2 separate regions of the Macaca mulatta genome follow, and region 2 is linked to region 1. The links are chromatin contacts, called in public Hi-C maps. All regions are on one chromosome and are shown on one strand. Each heading gives the region's core, a stretch centred on a gene start, on an enhancer-like site or on the middle of the called end of the contact. The rest is flanking DNA. Distances are from core to core; before and after follow the strand shown. Region 1 holds the start of ZKSCAN5 (zinc finger with KRAB and SCAN domains 5). Region 2 holds the start of FAM200A (family with sequence similarity 200 member A).

Region 1 (6,307 bases), core at 2,835-5,334:
TTCCCTGGCCAAGGGGTTCTCATCCTTAATGATAACCTCTTTTCAGCCAGACGCGGGGTCCCATGTTTGTAAGCCTAGCGAATGGACAGGCTAAGGAAGCAAGATAGCTTGAGCACAAGAGTTCGAGACCAGCCTGGGCAACATAGCGAGACCCCCGTCTATTTGTAATACCCTCCCTTGGACGGGCTCCGTGACTCACACCTGTAATGCCAGCTTTTTGGGAGGCCGAGGTGGGTGGATCACCTGAGGCCAGGAGTTCGAGACCAGCCTGGCCAACATGGTGAAACCCCCGTCTCTACTAAAAATACAATAACTTAGCTGGGCGTGGTGGCGCGAGCCTGTAATCCCAGCTACTTGAGAAGCTGAGGCAGGAGAATCACTTGAATCCTGGAGGTTGAGGTTGCAGTGAGCCGGGATCGTGCCATTGCACTCCAGCTTCCGCAACACAGTGAGACCCCATCTCTCAGTAATAATCTCTCCTGATTTTTTTTTTTTTTTTTCTGAGACAGAGTCTCGCTCTGTTGCCCAGTCTGGAGGGCAATGGCACGATCTCAGCTCACTGTAACGTCTGCTCCCAGGTTCTAGCAATTCTCTCCTGCCTCAGCCTCTCGAGTAGCTGGGATTACAGGCACGCTCACCACGCCCGGCTTATTTTGTATTTTTAGTAGAGACCGGGTTTCCCCATGTTGCCCAGGCTGGTCTCGAACTCTTGACCTCAGGTGATGCTCCTGCCTCGGCCTCCCATTGCTGGGATTACAGGCGGGAGCTACTGCGCCCGGCCAATCTCTCCTTTTCATATTTTCATATGGTGCCTTATAGTTCCCAAGCCCCACCCCAGTGCCCCGCACGGTTCACAAAGTTGATGGGAAGGCAGGAGAAGAGTTACTGTTGCCACTGTTTTACAGGCGCGAAGGAAGGAACTGCTGTGAAACTGCAGCATCTGCAAAGAGATGAGAAGATATTTAGAAGTTAAAGGTCTCTTTTCAGGGAACCTAAAATCTTGCATTGTAAGTAGCTTCCTATCTAGGACCGAACCCCAGGTGAATGTTTGCATTGCCTGTACTTTGTGTGTGAGTGAGGTGGTATAGGATTTTGCACCTATGGCTTAATTTCGTTGCCCTTATAAAGTTGTTTAATGTCTATGAAAGTTGCTCCAGATGGGCATGGTGCCTCACGCCTGTAATCCCAGCATTTTGGGAGGCCGAGGTGAGAGGATCACTTGAATCCAGGAGTTTAAGACCGGCCTGCCCTTTTTACCCTGTCTCTGCAAAAAATAAAATAAAATTAGCTAGGCGTGGTGGTGCATGCCTGTAGTCTCAACTACTCAGCAGGCTGAGACTGGAGGATCACTTGAGTTCAAGAGGTTGGGGCTGCAGTGAGTTACGATTGTGCCATTGCACTTCAGCACCTCAGTGACAGAGACAGCCCGTCTAAAAAAAAAAAAAAAAAAATTTAAGGTGGATATCCATTCTTTTCTAATATATTTACCTCCATTTGAATTATTTATTTATTTATTTTTATTTATTTATTTTGAGACGGAATCTCACTTTGTTGCCCAGGCTAGAGTGCAGTGGCGCGATCTCGGCTCGCTGCAACCTCCGCCTCCCAGGTTCAAGTGATTCTCCTGCCTCAGCCTCCCGAGTAGCTGGGATTACAGGCACGTGCCACCACACCTGGCTAATTTTTTGTGTTTTTTAGTAGAGACGGGGTTTCACCGTGTTAGCCAGGATGCTCTCGATCTCCTGACCTTGTGATCTACCTGCCTCGGCCTCCCAAAGTGCTGGGATTACAGGGGCGAGCCACCGCAACCGGCCTGAATTATTTATAAATACCTTTTGCATTTCAATAATTTATTTCTTAAATAGATAACAGATTTGCATGAGTCAAAATTCAGAAAGGCACATAGAGTCTTCCTCTCATTCTCTTTCTACATTCATTTTTCTCTCTAGAGATAGCCAAGATGACTAGTTTCTTTCTTTCTTTCTTTTTTTTTTTTTTTTTTTGAGATGGAGTTTTGCCCGTTGCCCAGGCTGGAGTCAATGGTGCAATCTTGGCTTACCGGAACCTCTGCCTCCCGGGTTCAAGCAAATTCTCCTGCCTCAGCCTCCCATGTAGCTGCGATTACAGGCATAAGCCACCATGCCCGGCTAATTTTGTATTTTTTAGTAGAGACGGGGTTTCTCCATGTTGGTCAGGCTGGTCTTGAACTCCCGACCTCAGGTGATCCACCCACCTTGGCCTCCCAAAGTGCTGGGATTACAGGTGTGAGCCACCACACCTGGCACCATAGGTGACATTTTTATGTCTAGTTATTAAACATGCCTGGATTGATAAATAGTGTTTGGTTTGTTTGGGCGTGGGGTGGAGACGGGGGGTTGCTTGAACCCAGGAGGCGGAGGTTGCAGTGAGCCGAGGTCTGGAGTTCAAGACCATCCTGGCTAACATGGTGAAACTGCATCTCTCCTAAAAATACAAAAAATTAGCCGGGTGTGGTGACACGCGCCTGTAATCCCAGCTACTCACGAAGCGTAATCCCAGCTACTCGCGAGGCTGAGGCAGGAGAATCGCTTGAACCTGAACGAGACTCCATCTCAAAAAAAAAAAATTTTAAATTTTGTATGGAGATGCAGTCTCACTATGTTGCTCAGGCTGGTCTGGAACTCCTGGGCTCAAGCGATCCTCTCATTTTATGCAAGTTGCAAGTCACCAGCAGCTTGACATCAACCAAGGCACTTTGTTTTAGAGATAGACTCTTGCTCTGTCACCCAGGCTGGAGTGCAGTGGTCGGATCATATCTCACTGCAGTCTTGACCTCCTGGGCTCAAAGGATCCTCTGACCTCAGCCTCCTAAGTGGTGTGTCAGGAGTTGGTTCCTTCCGGTGGGTTCTTGGTCTCCCTGACTTCAGGAATGCAGCTGCAGACCTTCGCAGTGAGTGTTACAGCTCTTAAAGATGGCAGGGACCCAAAGAGTAGCAGCAAGACTTACTGTGAAGAGCAAAAGAACAAACCTTCCACAGCATGGAATGGGACCCCAGCGGGTTGCCGCTGCTGGCTGGGGTGGCCAGCTTTTAATCCCTTATTTGTCCCCTCCATGTCCTAGTTCTGTCATATCAGAATGCCCTTTTCTCCATCTTCCCTGCGATTGGCTACTTTTAGTATCCTGCTGATTGGTCCATTTTACAGAGCGCTGATTGGTGCATTTTACAAACCTCTTGCTAGCTACAGAGCGCTGATTGGTGCATTTTTACAAACCTCTTGTAAGACAGAAAAGGCCAAGTCCCCACTCCACCCAGGAAGTCCAACTGGCTTCCCCTCTCACTAGGACTACAGATGCACTACACCCAGCTAATTTTTTATTTTTTTGTATAGATGGGGGTCTCCAATTCCCGACTTCAAGCGCTCTCTACCCCTTGGCCTCCCAAAATGCTGGGATTACAGGCATAAGCCACTGAGCCAGGCCAGGACACATCTTTGAGCATCAATTTCCTCATCTTTGTTAGGATCAAAGTCGTTAACATCTGATGTACATGGAAGCACTTAGTCTAAAAAAAAAAAAAACAAAAACACAAAAAAACTTTTTCTAACCGGGTGCAGTGGCTCACGCCTGTAATCCCAGCACTTTGGGAGGCCAGGGCAGGCGGATCACGAGGTGTGGAGATCGAGACCAGCCTGACCAACAGGGTGAAACGCCATCTCTACTAAAAATACCAAAATTAGCCAGGCATGGTGGCGCGCGCCTGTAGTCCAAGCTGCTGAGGAGGCTAAGACAGCTTAGCGACAGAGCGAGAGTCCGTCTCAAAAAAGAAAAAACAAAAAACTTTGTCCAAACTGGGCAATATAGTGAAACCCCGTCCCTACAAAAAAATTAATAAAGCTGGGCGTGTTCGCGCGCACCTGTAGTCCTAGATACTTGAGAGGCTGAAGCTGGAGAACTGCTTGAACCCGGGAGACAGAAGTTGCAGTGAGCCGAAATCGCGCCACTGCAGTCCAGCCTGGGCGACAGAGCCAGACTCTGTCTATTTAATCCTGAAAGTTCCCGCACTTGCCGGAGCTCGGGCCACCGGCTCGGACGCCTGTATTTCCCTGGGCTGCAGGAAACCGTCAAGACCCACTGCGTCGGGCGGGGCTCCGACGATAAACCAGCGAGATGCACCTCACCCCATCAGGCGCCTAGAGAGGCCCCGGAAATGCAGGGAAGGGTGCCGCAGGGCGTCCGTGACGCACTTCCGGCACGGGATGTTTTCGGTGGCTGGACTGAGGGAGCTGTAGGCGCAAAGCTGAGGAAAGGAAGAAGTGTGGGAGAGGGGCCTGGTGTGGTGGGGCCCGGTGTTTGGGACCGGAGGGTTTGAGGGCTGATGAGTTCCTTGGGTTTGCTCTTTCTTCACCTGAAAGGAAGACTCCAGGAAGGGCAGCACATGCCGGAGAAAGATGAATTCCAGCTTGACCGCCCAGAGTCGCGGCAGTGACGCCGAGTTGGGACCCTGGGTAATGGCTGCGAGGTCCAAAGAAGCGGCGCCGTCCCAACGCGACGGACTTTTGCCCGTGAAAGTGGAGGAAGACTCACCCGGAAGTTGGGAGCCCGGCTATCCAGGGGCTTGGCCAGACCCCGAAACTTCTCGACTGCACTTTAGGCAGCTGCGTTATCAGGAGGTGGCTGGACCGGAAGAGGCGCTGAGCCGGCTCCGAGAACTCTGTCGTCGGTGGCTGAGGCCTGAGCTGCTCTCCAAGGAGCAGATCCTGGAGCTGCTGGTGCTGGAGCAGTTCCTCACCATCCTGCCCGAGGAGCTCCAAGCCTGGGTGCGAGAGCACTGCCCGGAGAGCGGGGAGGAGGCAGTGGCCGTGGTGCGGGCTCTGCAGCGAGCGCTCGATGGAACCTCACCTCAGGTGAGAAGCGAAAGACCCATTCTGGAGGTGGGAGTGTGGAAAATAGGCGTGTATGGGGTGCTCTGCGTTTCGGAAGTTATTTCCTTATTACATTTCGTGTGAACGTTGGGGTGTGTATGGACTTCCTTTCCGCAGGCCACAGTGACAGATCCATCCAGGAGATGACTTTATAGACCTCAGCATAAAGCCAACACGGATTACTGGTTTTCTTTTTTCTTGTTTTCTTTTTTTTCCTTTTCTGTTGTTGTTGTTTGAGGTGGAGTTTCAGTCTTGTCGCCCAGGCTGGAGTGCAATGGCGCGATCTCGGCTCACTGCAACCTCTGACTCCCGGGTCCAAGCGATTCCCCTGCCTCAGCCTCCTGAGTAGCTGGGATTACAGGCGCCCGCTACCACGCCCGGCCAATTTTTGTATTTTTAGTAGAGATGGGGTTTCACCGTGTTGGCCAGGCTGGTCTCAATCTCCTGACCTCAGGTGATCCGCCCGCCGTGGCCTCCCAAAGTGCTGGGATTACAGGTATGAGCCACCGCGCCCGGTCGTGTGTACTTTTAATGTGTCATATTTCTATTCCCATACATCACAGTGATACAAGTTAAAGAAATATTTTGCTCTTACCTACCCCCAAAATTAGTGTAAATAGTCCACAGAAAGGCTTTTCAGGATTACAAGAGAATGTCAGCCTCTATCTCTGATCTCTCCAAACTCCCTGGTCAGTACAAGACTCAAGAAGAGTGATAATGCTGTACAGGGACAGCAGGTACTGAATTGGGCTCTTGTGTTGTTCCCAGGGGATGGCGACTTTCGAGGACATGGCTGTGTCTCTAACCTGGGAGGAGTGGGAGCGCCTGGACCCAGCACGGAGGGACTTCTGCAGAGAGAGTGCACAGAAGGATTCCGGGAGCACAGTTCCGCCTAGTGAGTGCTGTTGCTCTGCTGGTTTGTTGTGGTGTGTGATTTGTGAAGGGGTGGTCCATTACCATCCCTGAGCCATTATGCCATTCCCAGACTTGGGCTGAGAGCCTTCAGGTGTCTTCTGTAACCCACGCAGGAGCCTATGTACTGCTAGGTGCTAGATTCAGGTTTTTACTTTGGTTCATTTTTAATGTCTTATACATAAAGAAAACTATAAAAAAGAAAAATAGATAATGACCATCCCCTGTGTCCACCACCCAAGTTTATCCGATCTTAATACTTGGCCACATTGCCAGAGAAATATGTTACAGCTGGAGGTGAGGCTCCCACATAGCCTCCTGGAAATCCTTCTCCTCTATCCTTCTCTAGAGGTAGCCAGTAAGCTGACCGTTGGGTTTATGACTTCCATGCATGTCTTATATTGTCTCTACGTAGACATGTAGCTCCACGCTGTATATCATTACTGTATGGCTTTTTTTTAACTCAGTATTACATTTTTGAGATTTACTCATG
Region 2 (6,307 bases), core at 2,514-5,013, 52 kb before region 1:
TTTTGTATTTTAGTAGAAGAGGAGTTTCACCATGTTGGCCAGGCTGATCTTGAACTCCTGACCTCAAGCAATCCACCCACCTCAGCCTCCCAAAGTGCTGGGATTACAGGCATGAGCCACTATGCCTGGCAGTTTCCACTTTTTATTGAGACGAGAGAGCTCTATAGTAAATTCAAGCAACAGTGTAAGCTTACTTGCAAATTCATTGGTTCCAGAAATATCCTTGATGGATACAGGTGCTGTATGCAGTCGCTGGCAAACCCCAATAGGAGAGTACATTTGTGTGCTAGGGCTCCCATAACAAAGTACCACAAACTGGGTGGCTTAAACAACAGAAATCTGTTGGTTCACAGTCTGGAGGCTAGAAGTCAGAAATTAAGGTGTGGTTCCTATTGAGGCTGTGAGAAGCAATCTGTCCATGCCTCTCTCCTAGTTTCTGGGGGTTTGCTGCATGTCTTTTGCATTCCTTGTCTTTACCCAGTCTTTACCCTCATCTTCATTTGGCATTCTCCCTGCTTGCTACGTCCAAACTTCCCTTTTTTATGAGGATACCAGTCATTAGATGAGGGACCCACCCTAATCCGCTATGACCTCATCTTAAGTAATTACGTCTGCAACGCTCCTATTGCCAAATAAGATCACATTCTGAGGTATCAGAGGCTAGAACTTCAACATATTAATTGGGGATGAGGTGGAGGTACAATTCAACCCATAATAGAGTCACAGCAGGCCGGGCACAGTGGCTCACTCCTGTGATCCCAGCACTTCGGGAGGCCGAGGCGGGCGGATCACGAGGTCAGGAGATTGAGACCATCCTGGCTAACACGGTGAAACCCCGTCTCCACTAAAAATACAAAAAATCAGCCAGGCGTGGTGGTGGGCGCCTGTAGTCCCAGCTACTCGGGAGGCTGAGGCAGGAGAATGGCGTGAACCTGGGAGGCGGCGCTTGCAGTGAGCCGAGATCGTGCCACTGCACTCCAGTCTGGGCAACAGAGCGAGAATCCGTCTCAAAAAAAAAAAAAAAAAAAAATCACAGCACAAATACTTAAGATTCTGGAGCAAGGTCATGCCTTCTAAGGCAAAAAAAACACGTTTCCAAGCTCCCATGTCACTTACCTCTGCTCTACTGCCACCTCTCCCATAAACTTAACACCTATGGCCTTATAGAAGTTCCCTACAACTAACTGATGGAGACAGAAGAGCCTTGGCCTCTTCAAAGATTGGAGATTGGGTCAGTTCACCATGTTGGCATCTTCCAGAAACAGACTGTTCCTTCATTCCAGCCCCACTTGAGTTGCCCTGAAGCATACTGGTGAAGAGAAATTACCTCAGTGAGCAATGGTACATTTAGTCACCCATGCCATATTTTGGAGAAGATAGCCTAAGGTACGGATATGCATTGACTCCTGGGCAGTGATGAATGACTTGGCTTGTTGGTTAGGGGCCATCTTATTGTTTAAGCAATAGGCTTATGAACAGAGACCATGGTAGCAGGGATAGAGGCTGTGTGTGGTCCCAACAATATGGGCTACCTCTTATTTTTTCATTTTTCTTTCTTTTTTGAGATGGAGTCTCGCCCTGTTGCCCAGGCTGGAGTGCAGTGGTGTGATCTCGGCTCACTGCAGCCTGCTGGGTTCAAGCAGTTCTCCTGCCTCAGCCTCCCGAGTAGCTGGGACTACAGGCGCATGCCACCATGCCCAGCTAATTTTTGTATTTTTAGTTGAGACGGGGTTTCACCATGTTGCTCAGGCTGGTCTTGAACTCCTGACCTTGTGATCTACCCACCTTGGGCTCCCAAAGTGCTGGGATTACAGGCGTGGGCCACCGTGCCCGGCCAATATGGGCTACCTCTTACCAAGGCTGATGTAACTCCCACCATGGTGGAGCGTCCAGCCTGCCAGCACTGGAGACCAACACTCAGTCTTGGGGATACCAGCTACCACCAGGTTGAGTGCATCAGATCCCCTTTACCTTGGAATGGGCATCAATTTGTTCTTACCAGAAATGATATATACTCTAAATGAGCTTGTCTTCCCCAACTACTTTGCCTCCAGCAGTACCACCATCTGAGAGCTTACAGGGTGCTTTATTGACATACCTGAAACTAAGGAACCCATTGATAACCAAGGAGGTGTGACAGTGAACTCGAAGCTACAAAATTAATGGTGCATACTCATCATCCAGAAGCAGCTAGTCAGATAGGACTTTGGAATGGCCTGTTGAAGACTGGGCTAAATTGCCGACTAAGATGTAATGCCTTGCAAAGTTGGGAGCAGTTCTTCAGGATATGGTATATGCACTGATATGCATTGGGCCAAAATGGATATATAGTATTGTGTCTCCAGTAGAACTACGTGCATACAGGAGTAGCCTCTATTACTATCACACCCAGCCACTCACCTGTAGAATTTGTGCCTCCTAGCTCTGAAATCTGGAGCCAGCTGGGTTATGATTCTCATTTCCAGGAAGAACATTTCCTTTAGGAGACATTAAATTGTTCCACTGAACTGAAAACAGAACACCACCAGGCCACTTTGAGTTTCTTGTGCCAGCAGGTCCGTAGGCAAAGAAAGGAGTCGTTATAGAGATGCCCACAATTCCTGCCACACACACAACATAAATACAAAATCATATACCCAGTCAGCTGCATTCAGTAATCTGCCTTCCTGGATCCTTTAGGCACTTCAGTGTAGGAATGGGGACAGGGGTGGGGAGGAGAGACTGTTTTAGACAAGAAAAATACAGTGCGTAGCAATGTAATGGCTCTTAGAGATGACTTGGAACACTGGAAGGAAATATGAGGATGTATCTGGAGGAGTAAGTTCTGAGACTATGATGTCATCAAGGAGGACTATAGGTTAGAGGGCCAGCCAGTGATAAAGGAGCAAAGATTGGACTTGACGGTGCCGTAGGAGGAAAAAAATATATATATATGGAGCAAAGACACAGTCAAGTGGATTACTGAGAAGACTCATGGGGAAGTAGAAAATGGCAACCACAGCAAGATCAAACCCCAAAAGGAATGGAGCATTAGTCAGGGCCTAGAAGGTAATTCGGGATACCACGTAATCAGAGGCTCTGTAGCAGGTAGCAGTTCCTTTTGTGGGCTTTTCTCTTGTTGGGCTGTACCACAGACTTGCCCAGAACTTTTAGAGTCATGTCACAGCATTCAAGGTTTCAGTTACTGTTTTATAAAAGGTGAAGTTATGCTTGATCCAATCATTGAAGCCTTAATTATTACAATAACACTTTGACAGCAAAAACACCTCAAATTTCTTCACCGTCGCTAATCTGAAAACTCCCTGGAAACATAAGGCAAACTCAGAATTTTATAACTATTTAGTGTTGGAAAGAACGTCTGTTGCCTATAGATCAAATATTTGAAAATACTACCTATTCAGCTGGCAATACATACATAATCAGCATCTCAAGAGACAACCTCTTGGTTTTGTGAAGCCATTTATTCTTGATCCTGTCTCCACCCTCGTTTCATTCAGCTCCTCTGCCACAGACAATCACTATTTTTATTGTAACTATTAAAATTATTGTCATTAAGAAAAATAGAAGGAATATATAAGTATCTGAGCAGGGCGGTATAAAAGGAAATTCGTCCCTTTTTCCCCACCCCGCGCACCTCCTCAGAGCGGACAAGCTGAGGACCACGACCCCCAAACCCGGGATTAGAGCCCTACACAGGAATGCTAAGTCCTCCCGCGATCCTAGAGAGGACCGCGAAGGGGAGCGCAGCTCCGGAAGGCGGGTGTGACGCACTTCCGGCTTTTGTGACGCTTTCCCTGGGTTCTGACGTCCAGGGGGCCTAGATCTGAGTCCAGCGCTCCTGGTCCCCAAAGTCACAACCGGTTCTATCCCAGCACCCCAGACGTCTCCGGGCGGGGACAGAGTTGGGCGTGCACGGCTGTGTCCTGCAATCCGCTCGCCACGACCGCCCCGGACGGAGTGGAAGCGGGTCCGTGCCCCTGTCCCTCGCGTCAGCCTCGGCGGTGGCAAGCGCTGTCCCTCAGCAGCGGCGTCCCTGGATACAGGTGGGAAGGGAACGAAGTTTTGGTTTCCGGATTGGAATGAGACATTCCTGGGACTGGGGAGAGGCGGTCTGCGTGTCCCTTCTGGACCCCTAGTCCTGGTTTTTTACCCCAAAGACGCGCGGACAAAATGACCCCAGTCAGATATCTCTGCTCCCCAGTTGTCCCCACTGGTTTTTCTTGTGGTGGGGAGTTTTTGGTTTCCTATGTACCCCAAGTTGTAAAATTCGGGCGATCTTACATGATACCGAGTGCCATTGGCGTTATAATTTTTTTTATTCAGATGGGCTTGTTAAGCCAGTGTCCGCGGATGATATGTTCACCCTCAAACCCACCACCATTATGGTGGTGATTAGAGTGAAGGTCGGGCGCAGTGGCTCACGCCTGTAATCCCAGCACTTTGGGAAGCCTAGGCGGGCGAATCACTTGAGGCCAGGAGTTCCAAAATCAGTCTTGCCTCCTTAGTGAAACCCTGTCTCTACTAGAAATACAGAAAATTAGGCGTGGCGACACACGCCTGTAATCCCAGCTACTTGGGAGGCTGAGGCAGGAGAATCGCTTGAACCCAGGAGGTGGAGGTTGCAGTGAGCCGAGATCGTGTCACTGCACTCCAGCCTGGTGGCAGAGTGAGACTCTGTCTCAAAAACAAACAAACAAAAAAGAACGTTTGAAGCCTACAAAGAAATAAAGAAGTGATTTGGATGTAATAGGGAAAGATTATTTACACTTCACCCTTTCAGTTTCAAGACTACAGGAAGGGGTTTTTTGTTTGTTTATTTTGTGTTTGTTTTGTGTCTGTGTGGTCTTGTTTTTTTGTTTTGTTTTGTTTTGTTTGTTTTTTGTTTTTTGAGACGGAGTCTTGCTCTGTCGCCCAGCCTGGAGTTCAGTGGCGCAATCTCGGCTGACTGCAGCCTCCAGCGCCAGGGTTCAAGCTTTTCCTGCCTCAGCTTCCTGAGTAGCTGAGATTATAGGCGCTCGCCACCATGCCCGGTTGATTTTTGTACTTTTAGTAGAGACGGGGTTTCACCATGTTGGCCAGGCTGGTCTCAAACTCCGGACCACAGGTGATCCGCCCGCCTTGGCCTCCCAAAGTGCTGGGATTACAGGCGTGAGCCACCGCACCCTGCCAGGAAGGGTTTTAAATGAGCAGTTTCGGGCATGGGAGGTTTTCAGTTGTGGGAAGTATCAGTGCTTTATTTTACACTGAGGGGTAAAGGAGAGAAGGGAATTTGTGGACGATGCAGCAGACCATTGGCGAATGGTACCAGTTCTGCCATTGATGTTCTTGGGTGGAACACATAGACCCACCAAGTCTCAAAAGTGTCCTAAGTAAAATAGATTATCTCAAGGTCTCTTCCAATTTTGGAATTCACTGGTAGACTGAATTTAACATTCAGCTAGGCAAAACCTACTGCCCCATGTTCATTTCCAGTTGTGCCACCAACATACAGAAAGTTACTTGCATTTTTGAGAGGCTGAGTGGTACCAAATAAAAGATGGGGTTCGTTGTCCAGGTGCGGTGGCTCTCGCTTGTAATCCCAGCACTTTGGGAGGCCAAGGCGGATGGATCACGAGGTCAGGAGTTCGAGACCAGCCTGGCCAACATGGTGAAATCCTGTCTCTACTAAAAAAAAAAAAAAAATTAGCTGGGCGTGGTGGCGGGCACCTGTAATCCCAGCTACTCAGGAGGCCAAGGCAGGAGAATCACTTGCACCCAGAAGGCAGAGGTTGCAGTGAGCCAAGATTGTGCCAATGCGCTCGAGCCTGGGGGACAGACCAAGACTCCGTCTCAAAAAGGAGAAGAAAAAATGGGGCTCGTTTAGTAAAGTCAGGCAGTATCTTTAAATCCACTAAGCTCACATGAATGGTGAAATATTGCAGTGTACTAAAAGCAAACAAACAAATGAGGGTGTTTTCTCAATCCCGTGTGTTGTAGAAATCTCATTCTCTCTCCAGAATAATTCATGGATCTATGTAACATGAACATGTTTCAGTATTCATAATACTAACTATACAGCTTAATTTCTTATTTTTAAGAAATAAATACAAGTTCTAATTTTTTTCCCTATGCCCCAGTGGATCATATTGTATACCCTACTTTGATGATCATTTTTAAGAGTGACCAGATCAGCCAGGCACAGTGACTCATGCCCCTGTAATCCCAGCACTTTGGGAGGCTGAGGCAGGTGGATCATCTGAGGTCAGGAGTTCAAGACCAGTCCTGACCAACATGGAGAAACCCCATCTCTACTAAAAATACAAAATTA

The links. A called contact is a pair of places that touch in the nucleus more often than the background predicts.
Region 2: a Hi-C map of fetal cortex germinal zone shows a contact between it and region 1, with 4 times the contacts expected there. The contact joins the promoter of FAM200A here to the promoter of ZKSCAN5 in region 1. A contact is called at or near these places in 5 of 14 Hi-C or Micro-C datasets (CD4 T cells, blood, cortical neurons and 2 more).

The regions. Positions count from the first base shown.
Region 1 is chr3:46,729,747-46,736,053 of T2T-MMU8v2.0, reverse strand. It overlaps ZKSCAN5 (zinc finger with KRAB and SCAN domains 5), which reads right to left and starts at 4,084. Exons shown (of 8, transcript XM_077996196.1): 1 at 3,895-4,084; 2 at 2,839-2,985; 3 at 896-940; 4 at 1-268. It overlaps ZNF394 (zinc finger protein 394), which reads left to right and starts at 4,223. Exons shown (of 7, transcript XM_077996238.1): 1 at 4,223-4,884; 2 at 5,671-5,797. The coding sequence starts at 4,429.
Region 2 is chr3:46,781,009-46,787,315 of T2T-MMU8v2.0, reverse strand. FAM200A (family with sequence similarity 200 member A) reads left to right here and starts at 3,763. Exons shown (of 2, transcript NM_001194538.2): 1 at 3,763-4,043.